2 separate regions of the Sus scrofa genome follow, and region 1 is linked to region 2. Evidence: chromatin contacts called from public Hi-C data. All regions are on one chromosome and are shown on one strand. Each heading gives the region's core, a stretch centred on a gene start, on an enhancer-like site or on the middle of the called end of the contact. The rest is flanking DNA. Distances are from core to core; before and after follow the strand shown.

The links. A called contact is a pair of places that touch in the nucleus more often than the background predicts.
Region 1: a contact with region 2 is called in a Hi-C map of liver, with 2.9 times the contacts expected there. The contact joins the promoter of MAP1LC3A here to the promoter of DYNLRB1 in region 2. A contact is called at or near these places in 4 of 47 Hi-C or Micro-C datasets (embryonic fibroblasts, heart right ventricle, liver and 1 more) and 2 of 2 datasets of contacts at active chromatin or transcription factors (alveolar macrophages and skeletal muscle).

The regions. Positions count from the first base shown.
Region 1 is chr17:37,954,964-37,959,567 of Sscrofa11.1, reverse strand. It overlaps MAP1LC3A (microtubule associated protein 1 light chain 3 alpha), which reads right to left and starts at 1,738. Exons shown (of 4, transcript NM_001170827.1): 1 at 1,547-1,738; 2 at 1,168-1,223; 3 at 975-1,081; 4 at 63-667. The coding sequence starts at 1,586. The coding sequence ends at 505.
Region 2 is chr17:37,921,178-37,925,896 of Sscrofa11.1, reverse strand. DYNLRB1 (dynein light chain roadblock-type 1) reads right to left here and starts at 2,425. Exons shown (of 4, transcript NM_001190180.1): 1 at 2,384-2,425. The coding sequence starts at 2,386.

The DNA.
Region 1 (4,604 bases), core at 489-2,988, 34 kb before region 2:
AACGGTGGGGGCAGCCCCACCCACAGCCCTCCCCACTCCCCAAGCAGCTGGAGGCAAAGGGCCAGGCAGGCCTGAGCAATCTTTATTCTGCAAAGGGACAATGACCACAGAGCCATACACCATGTCAAGACCAGGTGAGCCAGGACCCAGTCCTTCAGGGGTGGGCAGATCCAGGCATGGGCAGCGCCTCAGGTTGGGGAGGGACAGGTGGGCAGACAGGCAGGGGTCTAAAAAAAAGACAAACCACACAGGGCAGGGGTGCTGGGGGCTGCTTCCCACTCTTCCCCCTCCCAGCCAGCACCCGGAGGGGCAACCCTAATATGACTGGGCCAGAATCCATCCAGGGGCAGAGTAGGGGTGATAGGTGCCCTCTGGCTGGGTGGCAGCATCCCTGTCCAACCCACCAGGGGCAGGGGCAGAGACAGCTTAGTTCCAGTGCCAGGAGCTCCCTGGGCAGAGCCTGACAGGGCCCCCGACTCCCAGCCAACACCCCCTACTGCTGGCTCAGAAGCCGAAGGTTTCCTGGGAGGCGTAGACCATGTAGAGGAAGCCATCCTCATCCTTCTCCTGCTCATAGATGTCCGCGATGGGCGTGGACACGCTCACCATGCTGTGCTGGTTCACCAGCAGGAAGAAGGCCTGCGTGGGGTTCAGCTGCAGGCGGCGCCTGAGGTGGGCGGGAGGGCAAGCCAAACGTGAGGGGCCTGGCCGCTGGGTGAGTGTAGCCCTCACCCCCTACCCACCCTGACTTTGATTCTCCCCCTCACACCCATCCCAGCCCCTTCTAGAAGCTCTCACCTCTGACAAGATACTGATCCCAGGCCTGACCTTGACCGTTCCCAACCTCCCCAGAAGAGGGCTTCGGCACCCCGTCCCATGTCCCACCCCCACCCCTTCCTTCTCAGAAGGACCCAGACCAATGCCTGATCCCAGCAGGACCCAAGTCCCCCTCCTGACAGCTGCTGCCAGCGCACCGGATGATCTTGACCAACTCGCTCATGTTGACATGGTCTGGGACCAGGAACTTGGTCTTGTCCAGGACTGGCAGCTGCTTCTCACCCTTGTAGCGCTCGATGATCACCTGGGAGTGAGGTGGGGCGGGGACGCGTGAGCGGGAGGCTGGACCTGGGGCCAGGGGACGGGGGCGGGGTATGCGGTAGGACTCACCGGGATCTTGCTAGGGTGCTGGTCGCGGATCTGCTGCACCTCCTTACGGCGGTCGGCTGCAGACAGCAGTCGGGGATGAGGCCAGCCGAGGTTCTCCTTGGGTTCCGCCCCACTAGTCCCCGAGGGGCGGCCCCCGACCCCGCCCCGCCCCCCGCCAAGCCCCAGGCGGGTGGAGGTAGGGCCAGGGCCGGGGCACAGCACTGGGATGGGAGGCGGAGGCCCGGGCCCAGGCCCTAGCCTGCTTCCCAGCCCAGGGGTCCAACCCGAGCTTGACGTCATGAAGCTGACGTCACCTGCGGCAGACAAGTAGATCTGCCAACACCCCCGACCCCCCCACGCCCCCACCCCTAGCGCTCGCAGATCGCCAGTCGGGCCTCACCGAAGCTCCGCCGCTGCTTGAAAGGCCGGTCTGAGGGCATCGCACAGGCCCGGCGGAGCGCGCAGGCCGGGGCTCCCGGTCGCGCGAGGCGGGGAGGTGGCTGTGGTTTGGGGGCTCCGGGGGCTCCGCGTCTCCCGCTCAAGGGCTCTGGGGCTCGCGCTGAGCCCAGCGGCGGCGGCTCGGGGAGGTAACTCGCCCGGGTGACGTCAGGTCATAACATTCCTTAAAGGGGAGGCCAGCGCGCCGTTCCCATTGGGCCGACGCAAAATCTGCCCGCCCGGGCCCGTGACATCACGGCGCAGGGAGCCTGCATTCCCGCCCCCACCCCCAACCCCACACTGCGAAGGAGGGGAGGCGCCCAGTGAGCGTCACAGTCCTGTGACGTCACGGCCTGTGCAGGGGCAGGCGAGGTGGGCTCCCCCAGGCCCAGGGTGAGGGGAGAATGGACGCCAGCAAGGCCAGGGAGCAGGCTGGCTGGTCTGGCGGTGGGGAGAGCTGGCCAGGCTGCGGCATAGCATCCTTCTGTTTCCACTGTAACCAAGGCGTCAGACAGCCCTCGCTCAGAGTCTTTTCTGTTCCAGGGACCGTATGAGGCATTGGGGATGACAACAGTGAACCAGAAGTCTTCATCCTGGAGCATATGGTTAGAGAAAGAAAAAGGTAGTGGTCATTGTGGGGGGTTGGGTGAGCATTAAAACATGAAGACAGCAAGACACTGAAAAGGAACCTAGAGGTTTTAGAAGGAATTTCTAGAATTGAAAAACAGCTACTGAAATTCAGGTCTCAGAAGGACGAGGCAAGCAAGCCCTGTTAGATATAGCAAAAAAGAAAATCACTGAAGTGGATGAGAGAGCAGAAGCAATTACCTGGAAAACAAACCATGTTTACATGGTATAAAATAAGTGACAGAAATGGCAAAGTGAGAATTCACAGGTCTAATTAGCATTCCAGAAGGAGAGAAAAGACCGTGAAGCTCTGGAGAAAAACTTCCAAAATTGATTAAAAACCAGGATCCTCATATAACATCCAGAACAGAATAAATAAAAACTCATCTAGACACTCTGTAGTGAATTTGCCCAACTCTAAGGAGAAGAAATTAGAAAAATGGTAAGCTACTAAGCTGGTAAAATGGGAAGTGGATCTAAACAAACACCTGCTGTGGAACAAGAATGGTGCTGATGAGTCTGGAGCATAGCACAGGAGCATGGCACATGTAGGACTGGGGAGGGGGGTCAGAGGTCAAGTGTTTTAAGAAGCTTGATTTATTGGAGAGGAAGAGGATAAAGCTAACTGATAATTACCTGGCTTTGTATAGTCAAGTATGTATTTCAAACACTTCAGAGGGATCACTCAAAGAATAGAAAGTATATGTCAATGCATAAAAGAGAAAAGTTTAGTAAAGGGTATTAAAAAAATGTAATAGATAGAAAAAGAGAAAAGGGAAAGCAAAGTGAAAAGAATGGTATATAAATGGTACAAAACCAGAGGTATTAAATGTTTTACATTCACCTGTTAAAACAGATGAACAAATTGGCCAAGAAAAATAAAATGCAGCTCTGCTGTTTACAAGAGGACATTTAAAACCTAAGGAAATCAAAAGTAAAAAGATGGGAAAAAGTATATGAGAGAAAAACTAACCAAAAGATATATTCATAGCATAGTCACAAAAAATAGGCTTTAAGGCTAGGGACACTATTAGAGATAAAGAGGCTCAACACAAAATGATGGAAACAATTTTCTAAGATATAACAATTCCAAATTTGTATGTTAGAAGTTAAAAAAATAAGGCCTAAAATGTATGAAGCAAAGGTGTCAGAATACAAAGAGAAATTGCCAAATCCTTCATCACAGTGGGAGATTTAAAACCTCTTTCAGTAACTAATAGACCAAACAGCCAAAAAAAAAATGATTTAGAAGATTTCTAATACTATTAATATTCCTAGTCGAGGCTAATAGAACACCATAGCACTTTAATGTTACTTTCAAGCACACAAGAAACATTTATTAAAAAAATGACCTATTAGACCCCAAACAAATCTCAACAGAAATCAAGTAATCAATTTCACACAGACCATGTTCTCTGATCCCAGGCAAGAGCTGTGTAAACTCCAAATATTTGGATATTTAAGCATATTTCTAGAAAACTACTCAAAGATGAAATCAGGAGTTCCCGTCATGGCTCAGTGGTTAATGAACCCGACTAGTAACCATGAGGTTGTGGGTTTGATCCCTGGCCCCACTCACTGGGTTAGGGATCTGGCGTTGCTGTGAATTGTGGTGTAGGTCACAGACGCAGCTTGGATCCCGAATTGCTGTGGCTGTGGTGTAGGCCAGCAGCTATAGCTTCAATTAGACCCCTAGTCTGAGACGCTCCATATGCTGTGGCTGCAGCCCTAAAAAGACAAAAGACAGAAAAAAAAATCAGATACAAATGAAAACTATATAGATCAAACTAAAAATAAGAATACATGTAAAAAAAATTCCAGATTGGTGGGGCGGGTGGCGGAGGTGAGAACTAAAGCAGTATTTAGAAAATTTGTAACCTTATTGGTGATATTAGGTAAGAAGAAATAATGGAAAATTTATGAGCAGAGAATGTCAAAGAATTTTAAAATGTATTACATGTAAATTCAAAGAATGTGGAAGGAAGGTAATAATGAAAAGAAGAAATTGATGATATAGAAAACAAAAGCACTAGTATGGACCACAAAGCAAAGCCAGATCTTTGAAAAGACCAGTAAAGTAAGCATTAATGGCCAAAGGGGCACAATCTCAGGTATAGCTGAAATAACAAAAATGAGATTATAAACTATGCCACTACATTAAAAATTTAGATGAAATGGACAATCTTCTAGAAAAAAATAATTTGCTAAGACTAATTAAAAAAGAAATAGACATATTGAGTAGCCATAAACCTCAAAAAAAAAAAAATAGTCCAGATGATTTTCTAGTTCAGTTCTCCCAAAGTAAAAAAAGCCCAGACCTGCAGCAAACATTACCAAAGGGTAAAACACCGTATTATATGGTAAATATTAAACATTTAGAGCCAGGAACAAAA
Region 2 (4,719 bases), core at 1,176-3,675:
CTACTGGACAACACTATTGCAAGTGTTGGTCCCCCGGCCTCAGAGAGTCTCTTCCTTAGAATTTCTCCTGAGAAAATCATCTAATAAATTTGTTTAAAAGAAAACAAACTCTACACATACAGAGACATTCATTAAACTGCTATCTTTATTAACAAAGAATTAGGAGCAACCCAAATAGGGAAATGGGTTGGCAAATTATGGTTCAAATATTTCATGGACTACCATGTAATCATTAAAAATAATTCAATACAAAGATGATGTGGCAACAAAGTTATATGTCTCTGGACATTAAACCAAACAGAAACAAAAAACTAGAATGTATATCTTGAAAAAATATGCATATGTAAACAAAGACGAGGAGAACATAGCATACAAAGATGAAAACAGTTGTGTGGTGGAATAAAACTGGATGTGATTATGGATTTTTTTTTTTTCTTTTTAGGGCCGCACACTAAATGTGTAAATTCCCAGGCTAGAGGTCGAATCGGAGCTGCAGATGCCAGCCTACACCACCACTCACAGCAATGCTGGATCCTTAACCCACTGAACGAGACCAGGGATTGAATCCACATCCTCATGAATACTAGTCAGGTTCGTAACTCTGGACCACGACGGGAACTCCCTATGGATGACTTTTATATCACCATCCAAAAGAGCTATCTGTCAGTTTCTACAAAATGTTTAAAATGTGCCCGTCATTAGTACCACTTCTGTTTACCGCTACACAAACACTAGCATGAGTGGGGCAAAAAAAAAAAGGACAAAAACAGCACTGTAGCATTGTCTGGAGTGAAATACTGTAATACATCTCAATGTATATACTGCAGTAGAAGATAAATACACTCCTTTAAAAGAATGAAGTACGTTTGTATATAATGACATGGAAAAATATCTGATAGTTTTTAGTGAAGAGTGTAAGTTCCAAAATGAGATTATCTACCCATATAGCCTAGAGTAAACTTAATATGTATAAATATGTTCCAATATCATGTAACAGGTTATATATAAATATGCTTATGCACTTAATAAATATGGAAAGAAACACACCCAACTGTCATTACCAGAGAGGAGTGAGGTGGGAACTACATATACTTTCTACGTTACAAACTTTGGTACTGCTTCAATTTGTTGAAATGTGCATCTAAATATATTTTGCTTTCATGAGTAGAAGCACACAATAGCATGGTAGAAGTTGCAGGAAGCTACTATTAGTGTAAGAAAAAGACAGGACATATATACATGCTGGTATACATATAAAAGGAACTAATGTTTCTAAAGGAGATTGAAGCTGGGTATCAAGGTTTGGTGGAAGATTTATTTTCACTTAGATCCTTTCAGATGCTTTTTTGTTTTTACTGTGTGCAGTTATTATCTGCTAAAAGTCAATTTCTTTTACAGTTTAAAAAGTGATATGAATGATAAAGTTACCTCATCTAGTCTATAAACTAGCTAACTATAAACTATAAATAGCTGTATCTATTCTACATACAGCTAAACTATATAAAGCAAAAACTGACGAAAACAAAACAAGTAATCTGCCTAATTATAAGTCGTTACCTCCAGGTATGGTACTGTTTCTTATTCCCTTTCAATTTTTCTTTTAGGCTTTAAATTCTTAAATACGATTTTTTAAAACCATTCACATGGTTTAACGTTCAAAAGCTCTTTCCAAGTTGTTGTTTTTTTTGTTTTGTTTTGTTTTTTACAAGTTGGGAGGATTAAAAACACAAGAAACCAAACCTGTAAAGGCATAAAGAGCCCACAGTTCCAGTCAGCAAGGCAGGAACCACAAGGGTGGATCCCGCTCGTTTCTGACTCATGCACCATTTCTCAACGGCTCGAAAGAATCACACAGAAAGGCAGCAGTCAAGTGTCTAGGGTTCAAGTCCATCTCCGTCATTTACTGGGGCAGGGCACTTAGTTTCACCGGGTTTTACATCCCGAGTGTGTAATACAGGGATAATGGTCGTACCTACTTCACAGAGCTACGGTGAGGAGGCAGGCCAGGGTATGTAAAGCGTATAGCAGTGTCTGGCACGAATTAAGTTTCTAGAAAATATAATCACTATTGTTGTTATAGCTCAACAAGGCCAAGGTTGCTAGGATGCAGGGGCCCGTGTGCCCAGCTCCGTCAATCCTTCCCCGTGGCACCAGCAACTACTTCCGGTCAAGGGACCACTGGATCCGGTGGCCCCGCCTCGGCCCCCTCGGTCCGAGTCAGGAGGCCCGCGCCGCCCCGGTTCCGCCCTCCAGACTGCTTCGGTCCGGCGCGCCCAGCCCCGCGGATGCCGCCCGGGAGGATGGACCTCTGGGCTGAGGGTGGTGGGAGGTCGTGGTTGGCCACCTCCCGGCCGCTGGCCACAAGCTCCCAGCAGATACTCACCATCTCGGACCGATCCTGTAGCTCCTCGTCGCCGGCCTTCAGCCCAGTCCCGGAGCTTCTCTGCGCCTGCGCACAGCTCCTGTCAAAGCGGACAGGCTCGGTAGCCTATCAGGAGCCAGCAGGCGGGTAGGCGGATCCTGGGGAATTGGCCCAGTGCTGTCCGCGAACAGCAAAGTAGCAATCCAGCTATGGAAAATTCCCAGCTCCAGCTATGCCGAAAAGAGGCAAGTTGGCTTTGTTGGAAGAGGCTTTCAACACTTAACCGAGGCCTGAGCTAGCTCTGGAGGTCCTGGGTGTAGGGTGGGGAGAGACTCTGAAGGAGTGGGTGTTGCTGATATCCACTTTGCTCCCGAATTGAGGCAAGGCGAGGCTCCGAGCCAAAATGCGCTAAAAAGTCCGAAATTCGAACTGGAGCCAAGAATCCATAGGGTCTCGTGAGCGACTCCCCCGGATTCCATGAGGGCACTGAGGTAAAGTGGTCGGGGCTAGCCTGGGAGTCTTTTAGTCTTAGAACCTCTAGCTCAGGGCCGCCCTTGTGTTGCCTTAGAGAAGCCACTTCAAATTTCTGTAGTCCCTCATTTGCTCACCTTTAAAAGGGGGACCCTTCTTCCTAGAGCCCTATGTTAAGTTTTCCACACAAAAAAATTCTGGGTTCTCTAGCAGGAAATAATTTGCTAAGACAACTGCCATTTAGTGAACCTTGTGCTATGTTACTGGGCTTACACCCACTCTATCTCCTGTAGCCTCAGCTTAAAGTTTCTTGGAGGCACTGGAGCTTGCTGAATTCAAGCTCCAAACTTTCATTCCACTGTCGCCTCGTTCAGTTGAGTAAGGATTTGGTTTTCCTTCCAGGGGCGTCTGCATGTTAAGAAGATTGAATAGTGACTTTATGGTGAAGAAACTTGGGAGACACCATCATAACCAGAGGATCAAGGTTAACATAACTGGTTATGGGATATACTAATATGTGCCCTCTGATAATCTTGCAAAGGGCACTTTACATCTGTGGTGTTTTTCACAAAAATCCATGGCCTTAACCATGAGAAAACATTAAACCAAACTTGAGGGACTCTATAAGGTACCCAACCAATACTCTTCAAAAAATGTCAAAGTCACACACACACACACACAAAAAGAACTGGAGTTCCCGTCGTGGCGCAGTGGTTAACGAATCCGACTAGGAACCATGAGGTTGCTCAGTGGGTTAACAATCCAGCGTTGCCATGAGCTGTGGTGTAGGTTGCAGACGCGGCTCGGATCCATCGTTGTTGTGGCTCTGGCATAGGCTGGTGGTTACAGCTCCAATTGGACCCCTAGCCTGGGAACCTCCATATGCCGCGAGAGCGGCCCAAGAAAATGGGAAAAAGACAAAAAGACCCAAAAAAAAAAAAAAAAAGTCAAAGTCTGGAAAGACAAGGAATGAATGAGAACTGTCACAGATTGAAAGAGACTGAGAAAAGGGACATTGGTGGAAAAACTAGTGAAATCTGTAAAAAGGTTTTAGTTTAGCATTATTTTACAGATGTCAACTTATATGAGATGTTAACATTGGGGAAAGCTGGATGAAGAGTGTGCAGGAGGAGTTCTCCATACTATATTTGCAACAGCTCTGTAAGTCAAATTATTTCAAAGTTTTAAAAAAAGTATTAAGACACAAAGAAGTGATTATTGAACTCTGGAAACATTCGACAAACATTTTGCAAGGGGAAGAAGGGCTGTAGTAACTGGACCTCAAAATATCCTGTAATATCCTGTAAGAGGCACAGCGGAAATGAATCTGACTAGGACCCATTAGGTTGTGGGTTCAATCCCTGGCCTCGTTCAGTGGGTTAAGGATACAGCATGGCCGGGAGCTGTGGTGTAGGTTGCAGATGCGGCTCAGATCCTGTTTAGTTGTGGCTGTGGAGATCAGCAGCTGTAGCTCCGATTCGACCCCTAGTCTGGGAAGGTCCATATGCTGCAGGTGCAGCCCTAAAAAGCAAAAAGCAAAAAAAAAAAATCCTGGAAGAAAAGCACAGAAGGATCATTACCACAATCTTACATATAGAGAACTGTACTGAGAGGGGTGAATGAATTGAACATCACAGTCACAAAAGCAAAAAAGAGAATGGCCAATGATCCATGGGTTCATGACTGATTTGGAAATAGTTAGGGCCTTGAGTGGACAGGCTTATGAGCTTTAATTAGAGTTTATTCTGTGGCAATGGAGGAAACTTGTAAAATTTTAAGAGGGGAGAACCATGAGACTGAAGTCTTCCAACGGGCATTCTAAGGTAGCACAGGTGGACTGGAGAGAATGGAAGCAATGACAAGAGATTGCTACAGCAAACCAGGGT